2 separate regions of the Rattus norvegicus genome follow, and region 1 is linked to region 2. The links are chromatin contacts, called in public Hi-C maps. All regions are on one chromosome and are shown on one strand. Each heading gives the region's core, a stretch centred on a gene start, on an enhancer-like site or on the middle of the called end of the contact. The rest is flanking DNA. Distances are from core to core; before and after follow the strand shown. Region 1 has its middle 99 kb from the start of Mir148a. Region 2 overlaps LOC134486579 (a long non-coding RNA gene).

Region 1 (4,890 bases), core at 1,534-4,033, 88 kb after region 2:
CGAACCCCTTTCTTCCTGATTACGTCCAAACAGAAAACCATATACACTGGAGGTGAGGAGATAAAGCTTTCCCCGGGTCTCACCCTCCTATCTTTCTCTGGAGTTGGTAAAACAAAAGCGCTGCCCTAGTAACCCGACTAAAGCATAGACAGTCCTTCCTGTGCCGGAGGACCCAACACAGAGTCGCTGCAGGAGCCGAGCGAGCGTGTTAACTGCAAATGAGTCCGAAAGCAGCGAAGCAACCTCCGCTCCAGGGCTGCGACCAGGCCGGCCTCTGGGGAAAGAATGGCCGCTGGAAAATAAAGCTTTCCCCTCGAACTTTAATTTCACTTTAATTCCTAAAAATCCTGAGAATGACTCTCTCCGAAGCGCGGCTGCCTCGTTCCTTTACGGCCGCCCAGTTCTCTTTAAGGAAAAGTTTTTGCAAATCCTGTGAATGTGTACTTTACTCTCAAACTTTTTTTTTGCTGGGCAAAAGTCTCAAGAGGAAGCTTCGCATTAAAGCAACACCCAACAAGCCGATTTTCGTAATATGTAGCTTTCTAATAGTACAAGTGTGTCCCACTTCACTCGGTTATAAAATATAAGATTGTTTGGTTATTAATTTTTCTAAATTACTTGCAGGATTTGGGGGAAGTGCTGAGGTGCAGAGAAAAGAGCCTTATGCCATCTGTCGGTAACATAAGGAACTTCACGACAGCCACCAAATTCCACGGACTGAACCTACAGGGATTTCTTCGCCAAAAGGCTCTATAAATAAACTTCGTCCTTTTGAGACAAAGAAGGACGATCTTCTTTACAGAAGATTAAATTTAAAGATAAAGATGTTAGCAAAAACAAACAAAAACAAAAAATATGGGGCGGGGGGGGCGGGGGACGAGATTCTGAAATTCTGTGGCCACATAGATTTTTTTTAACGAACCATCATAACTCTTCGGGAATTGTTTAATGGTCGTTTATATTCCGTGACAAAGAAGTTTAAGAAAGGCTAAAGCGAGAACTAGAATTGAACATTTCGTAGTTTGGCAGTAATTTCTGCAGTACCCGCTATTGAACACGTGAGGGCGTACTCAAGATTCGCTGCTCTCTGGTAATATGACTCCTTCACTTATTTGCATGAATTGTTGTGATTGGATAATAGATTTTTAAAACGTCAATTATACGTCAAATCACAGTCAGCCAATCAGCAGCCTACTGTAGCGTGATTGGTTTCCACTAGAGGTGTCAATCATCCAAAATTTGCATACTAGCCCTCCAGAAGGCTGGAGCCTGTCAGTTTGCTGTGGCTGCTGGAAGAGAAAGAATCGGACGGAGAAGAATGAAAATATACTTTTGCTCTAGCAAAGCGAAAGAAAAATATCGTTTTTACTCATTGTTTTAAAAATTAATTCAGCTACACATCTACCTAATAAAATAAGGACGTTTAACGAAACAAAAATAAACAACCATCAAAGCCTTGGTTACTAATTTTAGGTTTGCTGCTTAAAATATCAATAAGTGAATAAAAATTAAAAAACGCCTAAAATTAAGCTAACAATTTTGTGTTACAAATGATCATTGTCAAATTAAAAGTGAATATGGCATTTATAAATAAATGTATTTAGAAAATACTGCTTTCAATACAGAGGCAGGCTAAAAGCATCGCTTCGTAAGAAAAAAACACAGAAAAGAGAATCTAAACTAACATTTTACTTTATCAATAATAACATGCTTAGCTCAGTCTGGCCTCTGTATTTATTTACTGTGCATTCACAGACAGAAATGCTTTTGTTAGAATATTTATACACACACATACACAACACACACAAATTTTTAATGAAAAAAGACATTTGCAGGGCCTGTGAAGAAGTCATGGCCATTTTTTTTTTAATTTAGAAATTCGTAAAACTCAAGCCCTTCATTCTCAGGTCTTCCAGGGGTATTGTAGTTTAAAATATGTGCAGATTCATAGGATGTTTATTATTGCCCTAAAATATGTGCAAGAAGGAATCCATGGCCTAAGTAGGGAGCAAATCTGGGGCCTCTCGCTCCCAAACGTTGGAATTTGGATGGAAGCGGGCAGCGGCCCAGCACTGCAGCTGCAGGCGCGGTCCTCGCCTCTCAAGAATTTTGTAGCAGGCGTTAGCAAGCATCTACACAAACCGGGTTTATTTTCCATTCAGTAGGCAACGGACTTGTCCTTCCGCGACTTTGATTTTTGTTTTATTTTTTGTTGTCTTTTTTTGTTTGTTTGTTTGGTTGGTTGGTTTGGTTTGTTTTCTGTCGCTATTTTTGGTGGCTGCATTTATCTAATTTTCTTTACTTTTTTTCTTTTCTTTCTGTCTTTCTCTCTCTCTTTCTTTCTTTCTTTCTTTCTTTCTTTCTTTCTTTCTTTCTTTCTTTCTTTCTTTTCTTTCTTTCTCCTTCCATCCAAGCAATCTTACGGTGTGTCTTTTTCTCTGGCCTCTTCGATTACAAGTCGCTTAGAGAGCTGTGGCAGCTGTGTTGTGAGAAAGTCACACAGGGCTGGGGTGGTGCTGGGTAGAAGTGGAGTGCCTAGGACATTACCTGAGGTTACTGGTGGCTTGTATTGTGTTCTTTTCCGGGAATGCACAAATAACAGGGTCTAAAAGTAAACTTCTAGAAATTTTAAGTGGATTCCTACAGGAAAGCAAGCCTATTTACCCCCTCCCCAGAGTTACCCTCCTCAGTGAATCCCTTTCAAGCCCTCCGAGAGGATCTGTGGCGGAAGAGTGACAACAACCTGACTCAGCGGGAAATGCCTGCAGTCTGAACTGCCCCCACCTAGCCTGCTGGAGCAGCCAGAGTGCCAGCACCCACCACCTCACCACACACGGTCTCTTTCACCTTCGCTCTCTCCTTTCTCCTTACACCTCTTTCTCTCTTTCTTTCCCCTCTCCCTTTCTTTCTCTCTCATCTTCTCTGCCCTCCTCCCTCTCCCTCTTTCTTTTTTCTGTGTCTCTGTGTCTCTATCTCTCGCTGTCTCTGACTCCCTCACTCATCCACGCACGCGCACTTGTTTTCCCCTGGTTGTCAATCACACCCGCACAACCTAGGACGCTTGCGCACTGAAAAATATCCAGCCCCCACCAACCCCACGCCCTTTCTATGCGTCACCCTGCCATATTGACCAATAAGAGCACGGATCTGGGGGCGGACTTCAAGAAAGAAGCCAATGAGAGGGCGATTGGAAGCTAAGGCTCAAGCGAAGTAAATCCTTCGAGGTCCGCTTTGAGTCGCTCCCGCGATGATTTATGCGCCCCTTTTATTATTTGTAACACTTTGGGAAGTTATTAAGAGGAAGATCTACTGCTTCCTCTTTTGGGGGTGGAACTGGATAGTAATATTTGTCACTGGCGGGTATTAGGGTAGAGTGGTGCGAGGTGGAAGGCGGTCGGATGCTGGTTTGTTTTTGTGGGTACTGTTTTTCATTACACGACAGATTACCCCTTTTCATTACAAGCTGTAGACAGGGCCAACTTCGAAGGTCTTCTTGGCTGAATGATCTTGGATTACTCAGAGAGCTGAAACCTGATGCCTTCTGACTTTCCTGTCTATACCCCCGGCACTGGAAGGAGACTTTTGGGGAAGATGTTGTAACCTCTGGTTGCAAGAGAAGTAAATAGACTCCCCTCACTCAGGTCCCCTCCGGAGCACCGAGCAAACCTCCTCGTGCTTTTCCCGCCTGGATGCTCATTAAGAGTTAGTTGACTCTGAGGCGGATGCAATAAAACGTTTGGGTTTCAGGACCCCAAACAAACTTGGTTTCTGTTTTACTCTCAGCCGGACCACACCCCCCAAGGAAATTGCCTTTTCAACAGGCGCCTTTCGGGAACTGCGGGAGACTGTTCCGCCCGAAGCCTGGATGCCGGGGATGGGGGGGGGGCGTAGGGGGAGGATAAAGGACGGCAGGGAAAGAGTACCGCAAGGTCCGGGGTCCCCGGAAGACTAGCGAACTAGGAGGACCATCCGGGAATCCGCAGGACCTGGGGATGTGATGAGCTAAGCGAAGTTAGCACTCACCAGAAACGACAGCAAACTACCTCCACCTAACCTGCTTCCTGGGAAGGCCAGTCTCGGTGGGCGAACTAGACAAAGGGCTTTGGATGGAAAGAAAGTGCCAAAGAAAAAGAAAAGTTACAGATTTGCTACCTCTGATCTCCCAAACAGAAAATGTTCAAACCTTAAACACTATTCCCAGAGGACAGGGATGGGGGAAGGGTCTTTCCTTCTGTTTCTAGATCACTGACAGAAACACGGTAGCTAGGGTCAAGAGATTTCTATTTGAAATTAAGAGAAACAGTGCAAAGGAGCTTGCTAGGGCTGAGGAGCGGGGAGAAGAGATAACTAGAGGAGGAGAAGGTTAGAAGGAACAGGGAACTGTTTGATCATGGGAGTGGACAGAAGGAAAACAAAACGAAGAGCTTCAAAGCTTGGGGCCTAATCCTCCTCAGGTTAATTTCTGCTTCCTAAAACGTTGATAAGCATCATAAATCACCCGCCCAACCCCCACCTCGCTGATCTTGCCCGGAGGGTTCCCTTCCCCCCCTCCCCGGCCTGCCCCCAGGGGCTCCATGAGTCTCCAGTACACAGGCACAGGCCTCCAGGGTGGGAGACGTTCCTGGGTTTGGGCTGCTGGCTGGGCGCATGGGAATCTGCAGACAGAAAGGTGCTGGGAGAGGTGTGGGCCTGACCTTGGAGGAAGTGAGTGGAGTGCTGATGGAGTCTGCCTGACCCTGGGGGTTGTCTGTCTGGCGCGCTGTTTGAAGAAGGTTACAGCTTGTTTAAAGATTTGCAAAACTCTGAGGAGCCGCAAAGATTAGAGAGGCCAGCCTGAGATTTGTCAAATGACTTCCGGTAGTAGAGCCGGGTTTAAACCCAGACGGGTTT
Region 2 (4,963 bases), core at 240-2,739:
AAAATCCCAAGCCAGAAGTATAAATAAATTAGTAGCACATCACTTTGTGGTGGCTTGTTACATCCTTCAGTCTATCTCCAGGGTGAAAGGCAGGGGATTGGTGTGTGTGTGTGTGTGTGTGTGTGTGTGTGTGTGTGTGTGTGTGTGTGTGTGGATGCTGATCACCATTGTCCCCGCTGAGACAAATCTGTGAAGATGAGACCAGCGTGTTCTCTAGTATAGTGTAGATCTCTATAGCATGGCACAGATACCTATTTTTAAAGGAATATACACTATCACTGTTGCTAAAAATTACACAGCATTGTATTGTCTGTGCATAATCATCTCCCAACAAACATAGATAGCTTTTAAGACATGGTATGCAGAAAGTGCCATGCATCAGAATAATTAAAAATAAATGATGGAGAAACCCCACTACACCATTCTTAATCAACGTAACCATGTGTGAGAAGTATGTTTCTGTTAAGAGAATATGTTAAAAAGTGTCCAAAAAGATGAATGTTATTGATCTGTTCAAAGTACAGGGGCAGCTGTCATACCCACATAGCATTGAAGCTGGATATTCCCTGGTTACATCTTTGATCTTTAACAATGATATTGGTCTGGAGATTAAGGATACATAGGCACATTCTTCTTGGCTTTACTTTCTAAAAGAATCTATAGATTATAATATCATAACTGTGCTAGAGTAATTGTCATGTAAGTGATTTTTTTAATTTAGCTAATAAAGGTCAGGGCAATGGCAAAATTAACTGTGGTTGAGAATACTGAGGACTGTGTTACTAGAAACTTAATCCAAACATTTTAGATGTCCCCATTTCTTTCATAAGAATCACAAGCTTGAACAAAACACTGTGCCCTATAACTTTCAAACCTGTCCATGAGACCAGTAGGACATGTTAGACATTTTCTAATAAAATAGAGCCTCCTCTATACTTTCAATGTTTGTCTACTCGGCTTTCAGCACAGGTCACCATATTGCCTCTATGTATGAAGGAGGTGACTGTCAAACTAATTCTACTCTGTGGTCTTCTTTTATAAAGTCAAACATTGTGTTCTACACACTTAGAGCCTAAATCAACTTATACTAAAATGCTGGTTACTTTTCTGTGGAAAAGTAAATTCTTACCAGGCTCAGTAACTTGTTTCTGCCTCCTGGGAAAGGGTAAGTCTTTGTTTGTTCATTGAAAATGGATGTATTCAAATTCCGTTGTGTCTTTCTTGTAATGTTGTGATTTTAAGGGGAGTGGATGTTAAGGAATCTTTGGCAGAAGTCCTTTGTTTTAAAATGTTCCTCTCCGCTCCAGATCTTAGCCATTTGTTTCTCTGTCTCAAGGTGTTGACAGGTTCACAACCCTAAGCTGCCAATTCTTATTCGTTTTTGGAACCTCTTCATCCTCCCCACAAACTGGGGGCTCTCTTGGAATCTCCATGCTTCTTCTGAGACTCTGGAGAGAATGAGTCAGGAAAGAAGAATTTGGACCATGCTGTTCTCATTTATTCCATACTCTTGATCAGCACGGTTACTCAACTGATAGGAACCTGACTATGCATCCAACAGCTGAGTGTATGAAGGTGAGACGCAAGAGAAGGGCAGCCATGGGAATAGCATAGATCACGAACTCCTGAGTCTGCCGCACAGAACTGCTTAACATAGAAGAGTCTTGGACACCATGGCTACGTCACGGCCTCTATCACACCAGCTAGAAAACACTAACAGTATATTTCAAGGCTCTGCTCAAACAAAGTGTGATCTTTGCTTCAGTTCCTGGTAAAGCTCTTGTGTCTCCAGTTCCACCACTCCTTCCCAGACGTTTGCCACTGGACAAACAAAGTCAGACGCCAAATAAGGAACCAATCAAGAACCTAACACCAACCTGTTCATGACCATCAGGACATGTTAGGCGTTTTCTTCTTCTTTTGGGTTCACATCCTAACAAAATAGAGACTCCCCTACTTTTAATACTTTAAATATCTGTCTACTTGGCTTTCTTTACAGGTCACCAGGTAAACACGTTCAAACAGTCTCAGAAAATGTATTATTTTGACATTTACATTTTGGTGTCCCAAGCAAAGGAGCAGAGTTCACACCAGACCAGCACTGACTTCTCTAGACACAGGCGCTCCATGATGTCTAAAGTCACAATGCAGTTTATGCAGCTGAAGTCTGAACGTCACTCCCCCAGGAGCAATTTTAAAACTCTTGAAGGACAGCAGGAAACACAACACAAGGCTCAGTCTCCCCACCTGAAGTAGCAACATCCACACCCAAGCAAAAGACCAAAGCAGTAAGGGTGCCCTTTGCATTGGGGCTGGAGCTTAGTCTGTCACCGGAGTTTTTTCTGCATTAGAGTCCTCTTGCATGGTGTTTTTTCCAAGTAGCAGGCCAGGATATAAATCATTGACATGAGCAATAAGTAGAGGCCGGAAAAGCCTCCGCTGTTACAAGTACTTGCTGTTCTTTCAGTGGATCCAGATTCAGTTCCCAGCACCATATGACAGCTCAGAATCATTTATCATCCCGGCTCCAAGGAAGCCAGTGCCCTCTTCTCACCTCTGAGCACAGCAAGCACACATGGGCTGCACATACGTGTAAACACACACACACACACACACACACACACACACACAAAGTAAAATAACAAATTTTAAAAGATTAGATGGTAAAAATAGATAAAAATAAAAACTCATTTTAAGCAAACACAAAGCACTGGCAAGGAGTCACTTTAGAACCAATGTCATCAAACACAAAAATGCCCACATACTAAGTAATGTTTTTGTCTCCTTCACACTCATACCATACCATGGGCAAATCTGAACTTTTTCTTCCATCCATCTTTCGAGAAATCAGTTGTCTTTCCTAGAATGCCATTCTTGTCATCCTTAATCAAAAAGTAAAGAACTGACCCAAATGTAAAATATTTCAACAACTAGAATCAACAGCTTAAAAGCACACCACCACTATCACCAGTAACAGCACTTAATACAGTGACAAGAAACCGATCCCTTGTTTTTGGCCGTTTCTAGACATACCCTGTGATGTGGAGTCATAGCGCTCGTTAATATGGTTATTTTAAGTTGGGTTGCTAGCCTCAGTAATTGGAATAACTACTCCAATTATTCTCTACTCTTTGTATGTGTAGACCTAGACTTTCCATGAGGTCCAGAGTTATTACTGAGAAGACAGAAAGCTTGGATTGTGTGGTTAAGCGGCTCGGCAATGAAGCCAATAACTTTGAACAAGAGACGTCCTTCATGCGTCTCAGTTTATCCATCTTGCCAACAGGGAATGGACTAGAAACACAGTCTTATCTGCACTTTTAGAGAAAGTGTCACATAAAAAGAAAATAATGCCACATTAGCCTCGGTCTCCTAGAGAAGAGAATCAAAGCAGGAATTAAGTTCTGTTTTCTTTGGGAGGTACAATTCCCAGGCAACTCAACCAAAAAAAAAAGAAAGAAAGAAAGAAAGAAAGAAAAAAGAAAAAGAAAGAAAGAAAGAAAATGAACAGGGAGTCTAAAGAACAGTGCAAAGAAATGTATGTGATGCTGGCTTCTGCTTCATAATGAACCTCAAAATGAAAGAGACTAAAGGAGGGAGGGGAGGGAAGGAATGTATCTATTTAGCACTTTGCCATGTCCTACTAATCTCTGGTTAATGCCACTTACCCCAGCCCAGCCAACCAGGGCTTCCATGTGGCATCACCTGGGCTTGCTCACCCAGCCCAAGCTTGCCGAGCATCTGACGTGGGACGAGGTGAGAAAATGAGGAAATTCAGACAGGTTAGTGGGAGGGCATCAGCTGCAGGATGGCTGGGCCCTCCTAAGCGTGGGAAGCAGAGCAGGAGTGAGCAGAGGAACTGATGAATGGCAGGACACAAGGTTGAGAAAATCCAAGGACCCCCGAGATGTACACGCAATGCTGTGGTCAAGATTTACCAAAGTGCCGACCAATTTGCTAAAGGACAGGGTCAGAAGCAATAGTGCTGGAATGTCTGACTTTGAATAACAAATTTAGGATGATTTGAATAAATATAATCTTTAAGTGAGAGAGACAAAATGCTAAAAACCATGAATGCTTGGAAGGTGTGTATCGTCCATGGGAGAGAGATGCAGAAGAAAGTATTCCTCTGGGAATTAGGTTCCCTCTCTCGGTATTTGGCTACCCCTTACTATAGGAAGCCCTTTCCCAGGAGTAAGGCGGTGAGGAAACCTCATGACACTCTCCCTAAAGAAGAGTATTTACTCAATGCCCCTGCTTCTGCCTTCTAATTCTGATGTTCCAGGTGCCTCTCAAGAACCTATTCTCCTAGTCCAGGTAGCTACGGTTCAGGAAGGTCTAACCCAACACCAAGCTCCAGAGGCCTGGACCTCAGACTCAGCCAGACAGAGCCATATGGTTCATGAGTGGTTCAGAGACAGTCTGTCAGGACCCTCTCTCCTCAGCATCAAGACCTGTAGCCATCTCATTGCTCTTAACAGTTTAAGTGAATCTTAGCAAACCTGAACAACAGAGCCAGTGTAGGAAAGAAAGAGAGAGACAGGATGAGAGGCATAGTTAGGACCTCTGGATCTAACAAAATATTTGGTTACTTAGCCAATAAGGCCTTCTTTTGGCTTAAAGTAATTTTAGTTATTTTCTGTCAGTTGAGGGTCAATGATTCTGGATTGCTGAGATCAGGGGTATATCTACAACCAGCCATGAGGTAATGTGACCAGTCTTAAAGTAAAAAGAAAAACTAGCCACTCTGGGAACTCTGGACAAATACTTTGTTTCCTGAGTTGTTACTGTCACCCTGGCTGAGTCCACAATAACGACATTTAAAACACCTCTAGTCCGACCAACTCCTGCATTCTGAGGCTCAGGGACAGGCTAGCTCATAGGATCTCTCTCCTGGAGAGGTAGTGCAGCTTTCTCAGCCTCCTTGAAAATTCCATCAGGCTGGAAAGGCAAAGCCTCAGCC

The links. Hi-C and Micro-C count contacts between places; a contact is called where the count stands out from the background.
Region 1: a contact with region 2 is called in a Hi-C map of the A7r5 cell line, with 2.7 times the contacts expected there. The contact joins two enhancer-like sites. A contact is called at or near these places in 7 of 12 Hi-C or Micro-C datasets (the A7r5 cell line, Schwann cells, frontal cortex and 3 more).

What each region holds. Positions count from the first base shown.
Region 1 is chr4:81,563,053-81,567,942 of GRCr8, forward strand. No RefSeq gene overlaps it. Among named protein-coding and RNA genes, the nearest start is that of Mir148a, 99 kb to the right of the region's middle. Within about 2 kb of position 2,784, at least 27 of the 93 cell types and tissues checked have an H3K27ac peak or open chromatin away from gene starts, as enhancers often do. A contact at or near this core is called in the A7r5 cell line, where this site is marked.
Region 2 is chr4:81,476,247-81,481,209 of GRCr8, forward strand. All of the region lies in intron 2 of LOC134486579 (a long non-coding RNA gene), which reads right to left. Among named protein-coding and RNA genes, the nearest start is that of Mir148a, 190 kb to the right of the region's middle. Within about 2 kb of position 1,490, at least 4 of the 93 cell types and tissues checked have an H3K27ac peak or open chromatin away from gene starts, as enhancers often do. A contact at or near this core is called in the A7r5 cell line, where this site is marked.